Linked DNA regions of Mus musculus: regions 1, 2, 3 and 4 are each linked to region 5. The links are chromatin contacts, called in public Hi-C and promoter capture Hi-C maps. All regions are on one chromosome and are shown on one strand. The core of a region is the stretch at or near the end of the contact, and the rest is flanking DNA. Distances in the headings are between cores, read along the strand shown. Region 1 overlaps Dupd1 (dual specificity phosphatase and pro isomerase domain containing 1). Region 2 has its middle 4.0 kb from the start of Gm23502. Region 3 holds the start of Dupd1 (dual specificity phosphatase and pro isomerase domain containing 1). Region 4 holds the start of Dusp13 (dual specificity phosphatase 13). Region 5 overlaps Adk (adenosine kinase).

Region 1 (2,700 bases), core at 92-2,591, 580 kb before region 5:
ATTTGAGTGATAGAAGCTCACCTTTTGGTCACCGCTGAAAACAAGTAGTTGGATGAGGTAGAGTTTTTGAAAGTTTATTTTGAGATAAGGTTTTATTTTGTAAACCAAGCTGGCCTCAAACCTTGAATTCATGATAGCCCTGATACCTCTGCCTTATAGTTATGAACTACCATGCTCAGGTAGGTACATTAGAAATCTTGAATTTAAACTTTTTTTTCATACAATTATGGCATCTTTCCTTCTGGTAAATATTTTTCTGAAGCCAGCATTTTTCAGACATAGACTGCAACCTTATCAGTGGGTCATAAAAGCAAAATGGTGGATGTGCCCACTGTTCCTTTTCTGCTTTTTTAATTGAATAGAAAGAATAGAAAATAATAGCACAAATTGCGTGTAGCAGAGGTACATATTATGTGTAAAACCTTTATCTGGCTCACACAAGGGCAGCAAGCACAGGGAAGTTCCGGGCTTCGATGTCACACTGCCTGGGCTTGGATCGAGGTCTGCCATTCACTGGCCGTGCAACTGGGACGAGCCACTTCTCCGTATCTCCTTCCACGACCTCATCTGTAGAATGGTGATGACAGTTTGACTGAAGCCACTGGGTAGTTTCAAGAATTGACTACAATAAAATGTATGAAGTAAGTGCATGGGCACTAGGTACCCTGGTGCAAACCCGAGACTCCAGCCATCCAGGGAGGCAGAAGCAGGACGATTAAGAGTTCAAGGCCAGGCCTCAGAGATGCTGCAGGACCCTGTCTCAAAAGCACACAAACAAACAACCCATAAATTACCCAGAAGATTGCCCAGGGTAACTGAGGTTACCCAGGAGTCAGCTGTGAACTGAACCAGAAAACAGTCCCAACAGCTCTCCCTTACCTCAGGACCCTGCAGAGAGGCTGGTGTCAGGGTCACAGGCCTCTGGGTTTCTTGAAGTTCAGACAAGGACTGAGAACAGGCCTCCCTCACTACCCCTGTTTTCTGCCACCAACACTGGGCCTCAACAGTGGGACTTGGCAGAGCCCCAGAGCCAAGAGGGAACAGGACTCCGAGGTTCTGGTGACAGGAAATTGGTGGGGCCCAGGGGCACCTGAGACCTCCAGAGAACAACCCACTCTTGCCCTGGGGTAGTGGGCCTCTTTCTCCAGGCTGACAGCATTAATGAGAACCACATTTGGCTCTAAGAGTTCCGTCAGAGCTGAGAGCCCCCTTCTCTCCTTCCCCCCCCCATCTTCCTTCCCCGTCTTCTTCCTCTCTGCTTTCTCTCCACAGACTTTAGGTTCCCCAAAGCTTAATAGGTTACAGCTTTCATCTGTTACAAGTGCTTAGCTGTGACAGGAGAGGAAGGAGCACATCGGTTGTCAGCAGAGCTGGCCAGGGGCCAGGCAGCATCTGTCTGGAACACTCTATTGGGATTAGAACGCCAGAGGTAGATGCTCATCTGCGTGGATGGTCACGCTGGATGAAAATGTGGACCAGCGCCCCCTTAATGACACAGGGGGTTGCGGCCTGCCCTCCTTGCTGGCTGGGGTAGACAGAGAAAGGCACTAATTGTGAGGAGGTGGAGAGCACCTCTGTGCCAGCCCCCAGCACATCAGTGGTCCTTGCAGCTGGTCATGGTGCCTAGGACTTCCCATCCCACTTGGAGTGAGAAAAGTAGAACTAACTGTGTGTGGATTCTTTCTTCCTTCCTTCCTTCCTTTCTTTCTTTCTTTCTTTTTTTTTAAGATTTGTTTATTTATTATATGTAAGTATACTGTAGCTGTCTTCAGACACACCAGAAGAGGGCATCAGATTTCATCATGGATGGTAGTGAGGTATCATGTGGTTACTGGGATTTGAACTCAGGACCTTCAGAAGAGTAGTCAGTGCTCTTAACCGCTGAGCCATCTCTCCAGCCCCTGATTCTTTCATTTCTTATGTTGTCTTGGCTTCTTTCCCTTGTCTGGGCTTGGTCCCACGAAGAAGGGAGAGCTAAAAAGGTCAGAGAGCCATGCCCATGAAGAAACTGTCCACAGGCAACTTCCTGTTTATCTCTCCAGCTATCAGGCTGAGAAGCAGAAAGTCAGGGCATCACTTTGGTCACACAGCCACAGATAGCCCAGCCAGCTAGATGAATATCAGTAGAGAGTCACTCAGCCATGGGAAACAGTGGGGGTGGGGAGAGAGAGAGAGAGAGAGAGAGAGAGAGAGAGAGAGAGAGAGAGAGAGAGAGCGCCGAGAGCCAAACCTCAGAGCACAGTGGCACAGAAAGGGCCTCCAACACAGTTTTGCATTAAGATACTTCTGGCATTAGTATTGTGGGTGACCTCTGGCAAGAAATTGAAATTGCACCTCCTGAACCTGTCTCTCCATCTGCAAGGCAGGGACAATGATAACAAGGTTTAAGTCAAAGCTGAAATGAGACAGGGCCAACGGGTGTCCTGGGTGGGCTCTAGAGCGCCACCAAGTGGAGGCCTGAGGGACCTGGTTGCTTGTACATCATTTTTAAGGGAATCAATCGCCTGCCCCCTCCCCAGTGTAAGCAATGATTATTTGTATATTTGATGCATGTGACATTGTTCATACTAAGGCACCATTGTCTTTGTGTATGTGACAAGGACTAAGTCAGATTGTATCCTAACACTGTCAAAAGAGTCAATTGCTTACAGGTTCTACTAGCAGGGTGTGGTGATGCATTCTGTTTAAATTGTTTAATCC
Region 2 (2,700 bases), core at 149-2,648, 710 kb before region 5:
TCATGGCTTGCTCAGCCTGCTTGCTTGCTTGCTTTCTTTCTTTCTTTCTTTCTTTTTCTTTTTTTTTTCTTTTTTTCTTTTTTTTTTTTTGGTTTTTCAAGACAGGGTTTCTCTGTGTAGCCCTGGCTGTCCTGGAACTCACTTTTGTAGACCAGGCTGGCCTCGAACTCAGCAATCCACCTGCCTCTGCCTCCTAAATGCTGGGATTAAAGGCGTGCACCACCATGCCTGGCTTCAGCCTGCTTTCTTATAGAACACAGGACCACCAGCCCAGGGATGGCCACTTCTATAATGGGCTGAGACCTTCTCTATCAATCACAAATTAAGAAAATGTCCTATAGGCTTGCTCACAGCCTGATCTTATAGAGTTATCTTCTCAAGTGAGGTTCCCTTCTCTCAAATGACTTTAGTGTCAAGTAGACATAAAACTACCCAGCAAAGCTGGTTCTGGTTACAACAGAGGCCAGTGCACCTGTTGCCATTTCAAGCCTCTCTAAATGTCACTTTCCTTGCTGCCACTTCAAGTAACAGGTGCCTTTTCCAGCCCTCTACCCTTTTGCCAGTTTTCTGTTTACAATGATGTGTGGTTCATGATGTGTTCATGTGGGGTGTGCTTGTGTCTGTGCTGATACAAGTGTGTGTTCACGTGCGTGTGTGTGTGTGTGTGTGTGTGTGTGTGTGTGTAAGACAAAGGCTACTGGCTATCTTCTTCAACCGTTCTTTGCTCCCCCCCTTTTAAATTTATTTATTTTATGTATATGAGCACACTATCTTCAGACACACCAGAAGAGGGCATCGAATCCCATTTCAGGTGGTGTGAGCCACCATGTGGTTGCTGGGAATTGAATTCAGGACCTCTGGAAGAGCAGTCAGTGCCTCTGAGCCATCTCTCCAGCCCCGCTTGCTTGCTTGCTTGCTTGCTTGCTTTTCTTTCTTTCTTTCTTTCTTTCTTTCTTTCTTTCTTTCTTTCTTTCTTTCTTTCTTTCTTTCTTTCTTTTTTTAGGTCTCTCACTGAATCAGATAGGCAGGTTGGCCAGTAAGCTGCATGAATCCTCATGTCCCTATCTCCCCAGTGTGGGGGCTACAGAAGTACTGCTGAGCCAACTCCCCCATCTCTGTAGGTTTGGGTTTGTTTAGTCTTGTCTTGTTTTTGACTCTTTCTGGAATTTTTGAAACAGTTTATTATGTAGCTAAGGATGATCTCAAACTTGTGACCTGTCTGCCCGTGAGATGTCAGCTGTGTGCCATGACACACCTGGGATGTCAGGTGAGGGATATCAGCTGTGTGCCATGACACACCTGGCTCCTGCTTACTATTTGTTTTTTGGTTCTAGCACTCTGGCTATCTGAAATGTCAATACTTGCCAAACAAAGATTACAGAGAACACCTTAGCTAAACAGGGGAGGTTTCAATAAGCTTCCTGAAGTGAGAGACTACATACTGGTGAATAGGGGAGCAGAAATAAAGAGAGCTCACTGTACAGGATTTAGGCATGTTTGATGCAATCTTAAAGAGAGTTCTGGAAAGCAAGGAAGCACGGTATACTATTCTAGATTGGGCGCTTCTGGAAAGAAGAGGCAACTACTTGATTTTTATGAAGCAGCAGGGTGAGGAGCGTATGGCCACAGTGGCCATTACTTAATGCCTTTCCTGGCTCTGAGGCATGGTGACAGGCAAGGTTGAGTAAGCAGTCACACCCAGGCCTTGGCTGATGACTCACGAGTGTCCAGGACAGCCCGGCTGGACCGAGGGCAGTGACTAGTTGGCAGTACCAACGAAGCTTTTGTCTTTCACACACAGCAACTGGAAGATTGTTGAGGGCAAGCATGTCATGTTTTAATCCCCAAAGCACCAGTTATCACACTGACATTCAAACATCTTCCATCTTTGATCTTACACAGCTACAGTGGTGTCAGTCCTCCATCCAGGACAGATATTCTTGGAATCTTACAGAAGATGGTAGGGCCAGTAAACGATGCTGGCAGGTAGATGGGTGTCAACACTATTCTCATAAAACTTTTAAAATGGATCGAGCAATTGTATCTTTTCAACTCTCCCAAGGACTAGACAGGGCTTGGCCTTTTCCAGGTGGTCAGGGAAAACAATTGGAGAAGATATTTTCAATGACGGTGGATGACTAAGTTAAATATTGTGCTGTAAGTAAAGTTGGGGAAGCAGTCTCTATTCACTTTAAATGGCCTTTCTTTCCCCCATTTACAATAGCATTATCTTAATGCTATTCTACCCAGGATGAAATCCGAGTTGGTTCTCCCAAGAGACCATAGGCCTTTCCAGAAAGAATAATACTCTGGGATGTTAAGAAGTGAAGAGAGCACCTTTAATCCCAGCACTTGGGAGGCAGAGGCAGGCGGATTTCTGAGTTCGAGGCCAGCCTGGTGAGTTCCAGGACAGCCAGGGCTACACAGAGAAACCCTGTCTCAGAAAAACAAAAACAAAAAAACAAGGCCACACCTCTTAAGCCTCCCCCCAAATCACCACCAACTGGGGACCAAGTGCTCAGACCCCTGAGTCTGGGGTGGGGGTGGGGCAGCGTTTCTCTCTCAGAGTGTCACACTCCAGTCTCCACTGCTCTCTCTCAGAGTGTCACACTCCAGTCTCCACTGCTCTCTCTCAGAGTGTCACACTCCAGTCTCCACTGCTCTCTCTCAGAGTGTCACACTCCAGTCTCCACTGCTCTC
Region 3 (2,700 bases), core at 132-2,631, 610 kb before region 5:
TGCTACCATTCTTCTCTAACACAGTCTCCCCACGGATTCCTAGGGCCCTTGATGGAAAAGGTTAGGATGCTCCCCTATCCTGTTGTTCTACCCAGAGAGATTCTCCTGCCTCTGCCTCTTGAGTGCTGGGATTAAAGATGTGAGCCACTATGTCTAGCAAAATATAATGTATGAAGGACTGAGAGAGTGGAGAAGCCCGCCATTTGTCTAGTTCACCGCTTAGGGTCTTGCTCACGGAGGTGATAATCAACAGTCCCTCTATATCCGATGCTTTTCTCATCCTGACACCTTAAACGGTTTGCTTTTGCTCACAGTTGGGGGGATATGGTCTACCAAGGTGGGGACGGGATGGTTTGCTGGCAGCTCATGATAGATGGGAAACAGAGTGCTCCATCTGAGTTAGATATGGCATACCCGTCAGACCATCACCACACCCTACCCCTCCTTGCCCAGTGACTCTCACTTTCTCCAGCCTCGGCCCTACCTCTTAAAGATTCCACAATTTCTCAAAACAGTTCCACCAGCCTATGAAAAACATTTCATACTCAAATCATAACAGTCCTCAAATTCTTCTCTTGGCTCCATTTGACTTTACTACATCTTTCGTCTTAGATGCTAAGAAATGTTTCTCTCATTGGTCTATCGTCAATCCATCTACATAGTATCTGGCTATCTTAAACAACTCTCTCTCTCTCTCTCTCTCTCTCTCTGTGTGTGTGTGTGTGTGTGTGTGTGTGTGTGTGTGTGTGTGTGTGGTGCACAGGCTCATAATTACATAAGAGGGTAGAATTGTGAGCACTGTCCTCACTGAACTCCAGAAAAGCTGGGGACTTGGGGGTTGTTTTGCAGGAAGTGCTACCTGCACAGTGTTTGCCCACAGGGACTCTTTCTCAGGGATTCATCGATCATTCTTCGTGATGCGATGTCCATTCCATCCATCCCCAAGAGATAGCTCTCCAAACTCTCAGAGAGAGCTGCGGTAGAGGGCAGAGATCTTCATGCTGTGAACCCTGAGGCCTCCTATGGCTCTGTGTCAGCAGGCAACCCTCCCATCCCCGGCCCCCAGCCCGGTCATCATTCTGAGACAGAGCCCTTAGAGGGCCTGCAGACACCTCGCTTCATCCAGTGTAAGAAAACAAAGCTGGGGAATTACCCATCTGTCGCCATCCTGGCGGCCACATGTCCTGTATCTGTGGCTGAGCCAGAGACAAACATGTGGCCTCCAGGTACAGGACTGCTTGAGTCAAGGGTTTCAGGTCACACTGGGGAATCATTTTGCAAACAAATGCCACGGGTCTCCTCTCACACTGGACAGCATGCAAGGTCAGTGTCAGCAGATCTGACCCTAAAAATAGGCCCTCTGAGCTGCTCTGGAGGGTTAGTGTAAGGCTGCCACACACCCTTCGGACTGGTACCTCTTAGCCCAGCCAGGCACTTGGGGCACACAGGTAAGGCCCTTGAATGGGAAGACTATTGCCTACGGGGTGTAGCCAAGCGTTCTTTAAGAAAATGGCTGTGGGGATTGGAAATCTTACTTCCACAGTTTCTGAAGCTGTAGAGAACATCCTTTTAGTACGAAAGGCTCCTTGCTATCCCAGCATTCAATAGAGGCAACACTGAATTGCTTTCTCGTTTCTTGTCTCTAAATTATGAGTTCCTGTGATGATTTCTAAGGGATAACCTAATGGGTTAAAGCTCTTGGGTCCCGTCTGAGCCTTTGGATGCTCTGTATGGTATTCATATCATGGAGCAGGGGAAATAGAGGCATCAGATTCCCTCGGATCATGTGTAGGGCAGCACAAATTACAAACGCTACTCAAGGCTCCAGTGTCCTGGCAATCTTAAGCCTCATTCAAAGTAAGATACTCTTTAAAGAATTTTCCAATCCTGAGGGGAACATGGGCTGGGGATGGAAGCACCCCAGTGGAGATGAGGAGGCTGGGTGATGGAGAGATGGAGCTATTCGCCTATGACAGCACCATATGAGGTAGGAAGGGAGAGGATAACCCGTACCTCAGACCAGGCTCTCCCATTAGATCCAGTGCTCTTGTCCCGTGGCCCCAGTAGTCACTGGTAGGCTTGGAATTCAATAGCTGTTGGGACTACAAGGCACTGACAGTTCAGAAGCTGAAAGTACCCTGAGAAGGGGACATGAGGGTCGAGTGTGAAGAGGCCACCAGCCCCTGGGGGACCCTCACGTGTCACATTCTTTGTGCTGCTTTGCTATTTCCCCGGTGGCCCCTCCTTGTTCTCACTGTATGGGTCCTATGGACAATTTGGAAGACTCTGACATTTAGTGGCAGCAGGACTGGAGGGGCTTCTGAGGGAGTACTCTGGGCATGGAGAAGGTAGGAGGTCAGAGGAGAATTAGGGAAGGCCAGGCAGCACGGAAGCTACCTCAGGAGCTAAGGCAGGTCTGCTAAGGAACAGAGGAGAGGCAATGGTCTCTCACCATCAGTGGGCCAGATGTCTTGGCTGAGGGTGTTTCAGGCCTGGGGTAACAGCTGGACTGGAGATAGCACTGGGGTCCGTGTGAAGGTAGACTTCGTGTGCCTGACTACTTTCTATCCCATGATAAAGAGCAGAGGGCTGTGCTAAGGCCCAAGGCTGGACTTTGGGCTTCGATTTGTTTGCTTTCTTCCTAAACTACGAGACTTAGCAGCTTGCACTTGGGGACAGGACGGGGCTCCTTTCAGCAGC
Region 4 (2,700 bases), core at 79-2,578, 640 kb before region 5:
GCCCTTGGCATTTACCTGCCAAAGTCTCTTTCCCAGACACCTCGATGTCCTTCTGTGAGAACGCTAGCCCCACTTGGTCTGTGCTCCCTAAGAGAAGAGGGGAGACAGAGAGGGAACAGCAGAGGAGACCAGGAGAAATGTGTTCTGAGGTTACAGCTAAAGAGGTAGGTGGCAAACAGCTGCCACGTCCCAGGCTGCTGAGCAAGGCCCGAGGTATGCAGGGTGGTATTCTAGAAGGCTATCCTGGGACAAACTGAAAGACAGACAACAGAGAGCAAGCTAGAGATGCTACTAGTGCCAACAAAAGGTAAGTATGTGTAGCTCTGTATACAGAGGCAGTGTGGGCAAGAAAGCCACTGTTGACAGAAGCAACTTCTCTGCTGAAGTTTCAGGGAAGTAGAAGCCAGGTAGCACTAGAGAGCCACGGGAGGACTATCATGAATGTGAACAGGGGCCTGATCCTACAAGACATTCAGCCATGGCTCCTTCTGACATAGCTGGGCCCTCCCTACACCAGGGGGTAGCAGAATCCCTGGGCTTTCTTTTGGGGGGGGTGCCTAAAGCTTAAGGAATGGCTCACTGAGTGAGCTGCTGGGCCTGGCTCTGATAGGTGAAAGGAACCCTCAGTGGACCAGAGCAGATAGCTGGGCTACATATAGCCCTAAGTAGGACCTGACCAGGAAACCCTAAGTCTAAGAAAAATCTTTCCTACAGGTCTGAGTTAGACCAGGGAAGTTAAGGACATCCCCTAATCCCCACCACCGAGCTCCTGGGACACAGTTGGGCTGCCTAGCAGCCACTGGCCACTAGAGGGCAGACTTACCCCATGCCAAATTGAGCAGGCCTGTGAGGGGCCTACGGTTTCCCGAAATCCCTGTCTAGTTCCACTCATAGCTGGAGGAGTCTAGCTGGTGGCCTCAGGCCAGAGTGGCTATTGGACTTCCCTGGATTCAGAGATCCTCCACCCTAATATTCCTTTCCCTGGTGTTACTTCATATAGCGTCATTCCCTTCTCTTGCAGCCAGCAGAATACCAGAGAGCAGAGAAAAGAAACTAAGGCCCAGATAGGAATGAAAACTTGCCTAGGTCCCAGGATATATCCTTGTCAAATTTTAAGGGGAGTCTGTTCCCTAGGCATCTCTTCAGGTGGTCCCCATCTTCAGGACAAGTGTTTTCAATAGCAGAGACACCAGGGAGAGATGTTAGGCCACTGCTCCTGTCCCCGCAGCTCAGGTCTGTCTTCATCTTGCCCCACATCCCCATTGGCTCACATGCATGGACCTGGAATTCTAGGCGCATAACAGCATTTGTGTTCTGGATGGAACCTGCTTTAGGACTGTTCCACTCAGCCTGCCCCTGCACCTAGTCCCCCATTCCTGGCCCCAGACCATGCCCTAGGTAGGTGGCAGGCCACTCAGCCTGCCAGAGAGGTCACAGAGGGGGATGAGGGAGAAAGGCCGGCCCTCTCTTCCACCCAGCTCATCATCCACTGGCTGGGTGAGTGTGGCCAAGCCAGTGGCCTCCTGGGTGCCCATCTCTTTTTCTGGTTTTGGCAGTGCCTGCCAGAGGGAAAAGGCATTCTACCCAGTCTGTACCTACTCGAGTTACTCTTTGAGGGGACCAGGGGTAGTTGACCAAGGTAGGTTCCCCTTCCCTCTAAGGTACCAGGCTCAGGTTCTGGTGCCTCTGACACCTCAGCTCTGCAAGGGCCCAGATGGACTAAGCCAGATGACTCCAGACATAACCCACTCCTTCCGGGTGAGGCCTGTACAGGTGTACTGGCCTGAACCACAAGGGTAAGGAGGAAAAAAGCCCGGGGCCTGTAAGTGGATGTGTAGCTCATCCCTGACAGCTCCCTAGAGGAGACACATCAGTTGGTGACCACCCTCTGGCAACTGGAAGGCTTGGGGAATGAACTGAAGGCACACACTGGATATCAAGCTCAGGGTAGTCTTTAGCCATTTGTCATTTGTCATTGGTGTCAGTGTGAAACATGGAACACAGCACAAGGGATACAGCCTGCTTATGAGCGACACCAGCTCACTTGGTGTGAACAAGCTGACTAATGCCCACTTGTGGCTGGACTGTAACCCTGGACAGTGCTTTGACCTCCTCTAGCATCAGCCTTAGAAACAGCCAGGGTGGGAGCTACAGATGAGCTGCCTGGCTTTGGAGGGACATCCTAGGTCCTCTCCAAGAGCCTCCGCCAGCTGGGGTTTCCAGTGACTAAAGGGGTACGGTCTGCACAGATTAGCCCTACAGAGATTCCCCACGGTCCCTAAGACCAACATTTCTAACATCCGTTGCCTCAGGAAAGGTACGCTTAGCGCCATGGAATTGACAAGAGAGTTCTAGTTCTCCTTGTTCCCAGGGAAAAGGTTCTAGGTTCCAGGCCAGCTGAGCCGGGTAATAGCCTCATTCAGCATAGCTGAGGCTGGCCCCCACAGCATCCCACTGGCTCCTGGTACTGCAACACAGGTCTCCCTGTCCACTGGACCCACGCTTGGGGAGCCTGTTCCAGCTACTGTCCTGTTTACTCTGTTCCCAGAATGGACTCGCTACAGAAGCAGGAACTTCGGAGGCCAAAGATTCATGGGGCAGTCCAGGTGTCCCCCTACCAGCCACCCACACTGGCCTCTCTGCAGCGATTGCTGTGGGTCCGTCGGACTGCCACACTGACCCACATCAATGAGGTCTGGC
Region 5 (2,700 bases), core at 34-2,533:
ATTTCCTGTCTCTGATATCTGTAGTCAGCTAGCCTGGTGGCTTCTCAGTTTTGCTTTCAGTACTACCCAAGAGCTTAATCAAATAATCTGCTGACATGCAACTGTTGATGACAGTGTTCAAATAACTGGCACTGCTGAAAATTCTCTCTCAATCCAACAAGCAATGGGGACACGCTGGTCAGGTAGCACAATTAACTGTACTGGGAAAGACGTAAAGTCTTGTGAACACTTGTAATCTTAGCAGTAAGGAGGCAGAAGCAGGTCTACGTGTGCAAAGTTAGCAAGATGCTGTCTTTTGTAAGTTTGAGGAGAAAAGTTAGGCTTGGACACTTGGCCAGATACTCAACCCCTGGTACCGCATATACACACAGCAAAGCAGAACACTACCTCAGTGAAGCAATGAATATTATTTATCCACAAGAGTAAGCCAGTTGAACAAAAGCTTTAGAAACAGTTTCCTCATCTCATGTAAAAGCTGTGTTTCTGATCACCATATTTCTTTTATTTAATTATTCACAATCTAATGCATTTGTGTGCTTTACTGTGTGTGGAACAGAATCTAATGATAGAGAAGCTTCAGAATTAGATTTACATATAGATTTTTACTGCAGAAACATAGGGTGATCAATATTCATGAAATATGTTAATATGCAGAATGAACTACACAAGGATAAAAGTACACAGGATTTAAAAGCAAAAGGAACACAAAGCTTTAACAAGGAAAAGAGGCTGGCGCTTCTGGATTTTTGTAGATTGTTATATAGATTCACCATAATTAGGATTCACAAAAAAAGTGATTCATTAGTTTTATTCAGTTACAAAGATCAAAATATTAATGTGTGTGAGAGCATCTGTTTATCAATTCATGTTTATGGACTATAAACATCTAAAAGTCTGAAGTAGCTGTGTGGGACATTCACAAAGTACAAGACACATCATACAAAAGGTTTTTAGTCAGTGCCTCTTTCCTTCTGTGCTAAGAGAGAAACTTTCTTGTCTCTTAGGCCTCACAATTCAGCAAGCAAAAAAGGAAGATGAAGTTATATGATGTATAACATTGGCAGTGGCATGAAAGGAAATACTGTTTCCTCTTTATATGATGAGGAAAAAAAGCAGTTTTTATCTGTTCCTCTACTGTCGTGGCCCCTTCTCATCTCGCCTCATGACTTTCCTCATAAACAACATTATCTTCTAAGCCGTCAAAGTAAGAACTTGAAAAGAACCAAAGGGGACCGGAAGAAAGGACCCACACTGGACAAGCAGCAGGCAGAAAGTCGCCTGTTTTGATCAAACTGCTAAGTGAGGCTCAGCCTGCTGAGTCGCCCTGGTCCTCACCACTGAGTGGGAAACACCAAGGGAATGTGCTCTTGGCAGAGGTTAGCCAAAGCTTTGCAGCAGTCTCTCTGCTGTGTTCCCTTCTCTGGCCTGACGCCTACCAGTTTTCTAGCTGATCTGAAAACTTTCTCCATCCTCATCTTGCCTGATTTTATCTTTCTTCTACAACTTGACAATTCACGATGCTTCCTAGGAGACTGTCTGATAATGTATTCTGTCTGTAGTTTACATAAAACAAAAGAGAGAGAGAGAGAGAGAGAGAGAGAAAGAGAGAGAGAGAGAGAAAGAGAGAGAGAGAGAGAGAGAGAGAAAGAGAGAGAGGTTGATTGACTGACTAGAAACGGAGGAAGGGCAAAAGTATTAACCATTATAACAATTTGCAGACAGCTGCTCAGCCAACATTCAGGAGGCTTATAAAGAAACAGAGCAAGAGTGAATCACACAGCTAAGATGAAAACATCAGCCAAAAGTTACAGGATTTATGAAGTAGTGTTTTAGCTTCTCGTCAGCAAAGCAGATATGAAATAAAATTAGAGAATCTGAAAGAACAGAGTTCAACTAGATTTTAAGCCTGAATATATAAAGCCTGTAGTGTTCTATTCTTCAGGATCTTTCAGAATGTGTCACTGCTGGGCTCTTGGCCACATCTACAAACTGGCCCGTTACACTTCCCATTGCTTTTCTATCAATGGTTTGTTCTGGCTTCTCTTCCCACCACTCCACTGTGATCTACCTAGCTGGGGTCACCAGTGGTATTCTACTGTCAAGTAAAATGAACTCTGTTAAGGCTTATTTCACTATGTTTCTAGTGCGTCTGGTATAAATAACAAGCTCTTGTCATAAACTCATATATCCCTTGGGTTTGCATGACTATCTCCTGCTAATAAGCTCAGTATTTCTCCTTCCTTAGCCTCCTTCCATAACTACTTTTGGTGAGCATTTTTAGAAGACATTTATTTAAATTTTTGAAGGTAGATCTGAGAAACAAAACTATGACAGAGCTCTTCACAGGGCAATTTATAAATAAAATACCAATAGCGGCATGGGTGTCTCTGCAGCAAAAGCATCCCAAGTATCCCCACAACAACAGTAAAGTCACAGCAGTGAGCAATAACCCACATTCATAAGTAAGGAGGTCAAAAGCACCTATCGGTAAGGTTAATAATTGTATAGACTAGGCTATTGTGACTTTAGTGAGTTGAAGTACTAGTACTATGAAAGACAATCTGAGACTCTGATGGCATTTATCAAAATCTCCATGGGATAGGAGGGTAGAGTAGACTCAAGATGGCTCAGCAGGTTCAGTCACTTGTCACCAAGCCTGTGAATAGGAGCCCACATGGCAAACAGAAAGAATCAACACCT

The links. Promoter capture Hi-C pulls out the DNA fragments that hold promoters and counts their contacts. Hi-C and Micro-C count contacts between places; a contact is called where the count stands out from the background.
Region 1: a contact with region 5 is called in a Hi-C map of bone marrow-derived macrophages, with 14 read pairs. The contact joins two enhancer-like sites. A contact is called at or near these places in 1 of 484 Hi-C or Micro-C datasets (bone marrow-derived macrophages), 7 of 115 datasets of contacts at active chromatin or transcription factors (T-cell acute lymphoblastic leukemia, embryonic basal ganglia, embryonic forebrain and 4 more) and 2 of 9 other capture datasets (embryonic stem cells and embryonic tail).
Region 2: a contact with region 5 is called in a Hi-C map of bone marrow-derived macrophages, with 11 read pairs. The contact joins two enhancer-like sites. A contact is called at or near these places in 7 of 39 promoter capture datasets (the C10 cell line, cranial neural crest, frontonasal cranial neural crest and 4 more), 1 of 484 Hi-C or Micro-C datasets (bone marrow-derived macrophages) and 2 of 115 datasets of contacts at active chromatin or transcription factors (embryonic stem cells and pancreatic cancer cells).
Region 3: a promoter capture Hi-C map of embryonic stem cells shows a contact between it and region 5, with 5 times the contacts expected there. The contact joins the promoter of Dupd1 here to the enhancer-like site in region 5. A contact is called at or near these places in 10 of 39 promoter capture datasets (the C10 cell line, the HPC-7 cell line, cranial neural crest and 6 more), 1 of 484 Hi-C or Micro-C datasets (bone marrow-derived macrophages) and 4 of 115 datasets of contacts at active chromatin or transcription factors (embryonic basal ganglia, embryonic stem cells, fibro-adipogenic progenitors and 1 more).
Region 4: a Hi-C map of bone marrow-derived macrophages shows a contact between it and region 5, with 16 read pairs. The contact joins the promoter of Dusp13 here to the enhancer-like site in region 5. A contact is called at or near these places in 18 of 39 promoter capture datasets (3T3-L1-derived adipocytes, the C10 cell line, the HPC-7 cell line and 15 more), 17 of 484 Hi-C or Micro-C datasets (CD8 T cells, the G1E-ER4 cell line, Sertoli cells and 14 more), 27 of 115 datasets of contacts at active chromatin or transcription factors (the 230-238 cell line, CD8 T cells, the HPC-7 cell line and 20 more) and 4 of 9 other capture datasets (adipose tissue, embryonic stem cells, liver and 1 more).

What each region holds. Positions count from the first base shown.
Region 1 is chr14:21,678,427-21,681,126 of GRCm38.p6, reverse strand. All of the region lies in intron 3 of Dupd1 (dual specificity phosphatase and pro isomerase domain containing 1), which reads left to right. Among named protein-coding and RNA genes, the nearest start is that of Dupd1, 35 kb to the left of the region's middle. Within about 2 kb of position 1,341, at least 55 of the 459 cell types and tissues checked have an H3K27ac peak or open chromatin away from gene starts, as enhancers often do. A contact at or near this core is called in bone marrow-derived macrophages, where this site is marked.
Region 2 is chr14:21,807,404-21,810,103 of GRCm38.p6, reverse strand. No RefSeq gene overlaps it. Among named protein-coding and RNA genes, the nearest start is that of Gm23502, 4.0 kb to the left of the region's middle. Within about 2 kb of position 1,398, at least 83 of the 459 cell types and tissues checked have an H3K27ac peak or open chromatin away from gene starts, as enhancers often do. A contact at or near this core is called in bone marrow-derived macrophages, where this site is marked.
Region 3 is chr14:21,713,257-21,715,956 of GRCm38.p6, reverse strand. Dupd1 (dual specificity phosphatase and pro isomerase domain containing 1) reads left to right here and starts at 1,381. Exons shown (of 4, transcript NM_001013826.2): 1 at 1,381-1,448.
Region 4 is chr14:21,740,126-21,742,825 of GRCm38.p6, reverse strand. It overlaps Dusp13 (dual specificity phosphatase 13), which reads left to right and starts at 1,328. Exons shown (of 4, transcript NM_001374075.1): 1 at 1,328-1,796; 2 at 2,549-2,700. The coding sequence starts at 1,444.
Region 5 is chr14:21,100,309-21,103,008 of GRCm38.p6, reverse strand. The region is part of intron 2 of Adk (adenosine kinase); the gene reads right to left. Among named protein-coding and RNA genes, the nearest start is that of Adk, 49 kb to the right of the region's middle. Within about 2 kb of position 1,283, at least 84 of the 459 cell types and tissues checked have an H3K27ac peak or open chromatin away from gene starts, as enhancers often do. A contact at or near this core is called in CD8 T cells, the G1E-ER4 cell line, the HPC-7 cell line and 12 more, where this site is marked.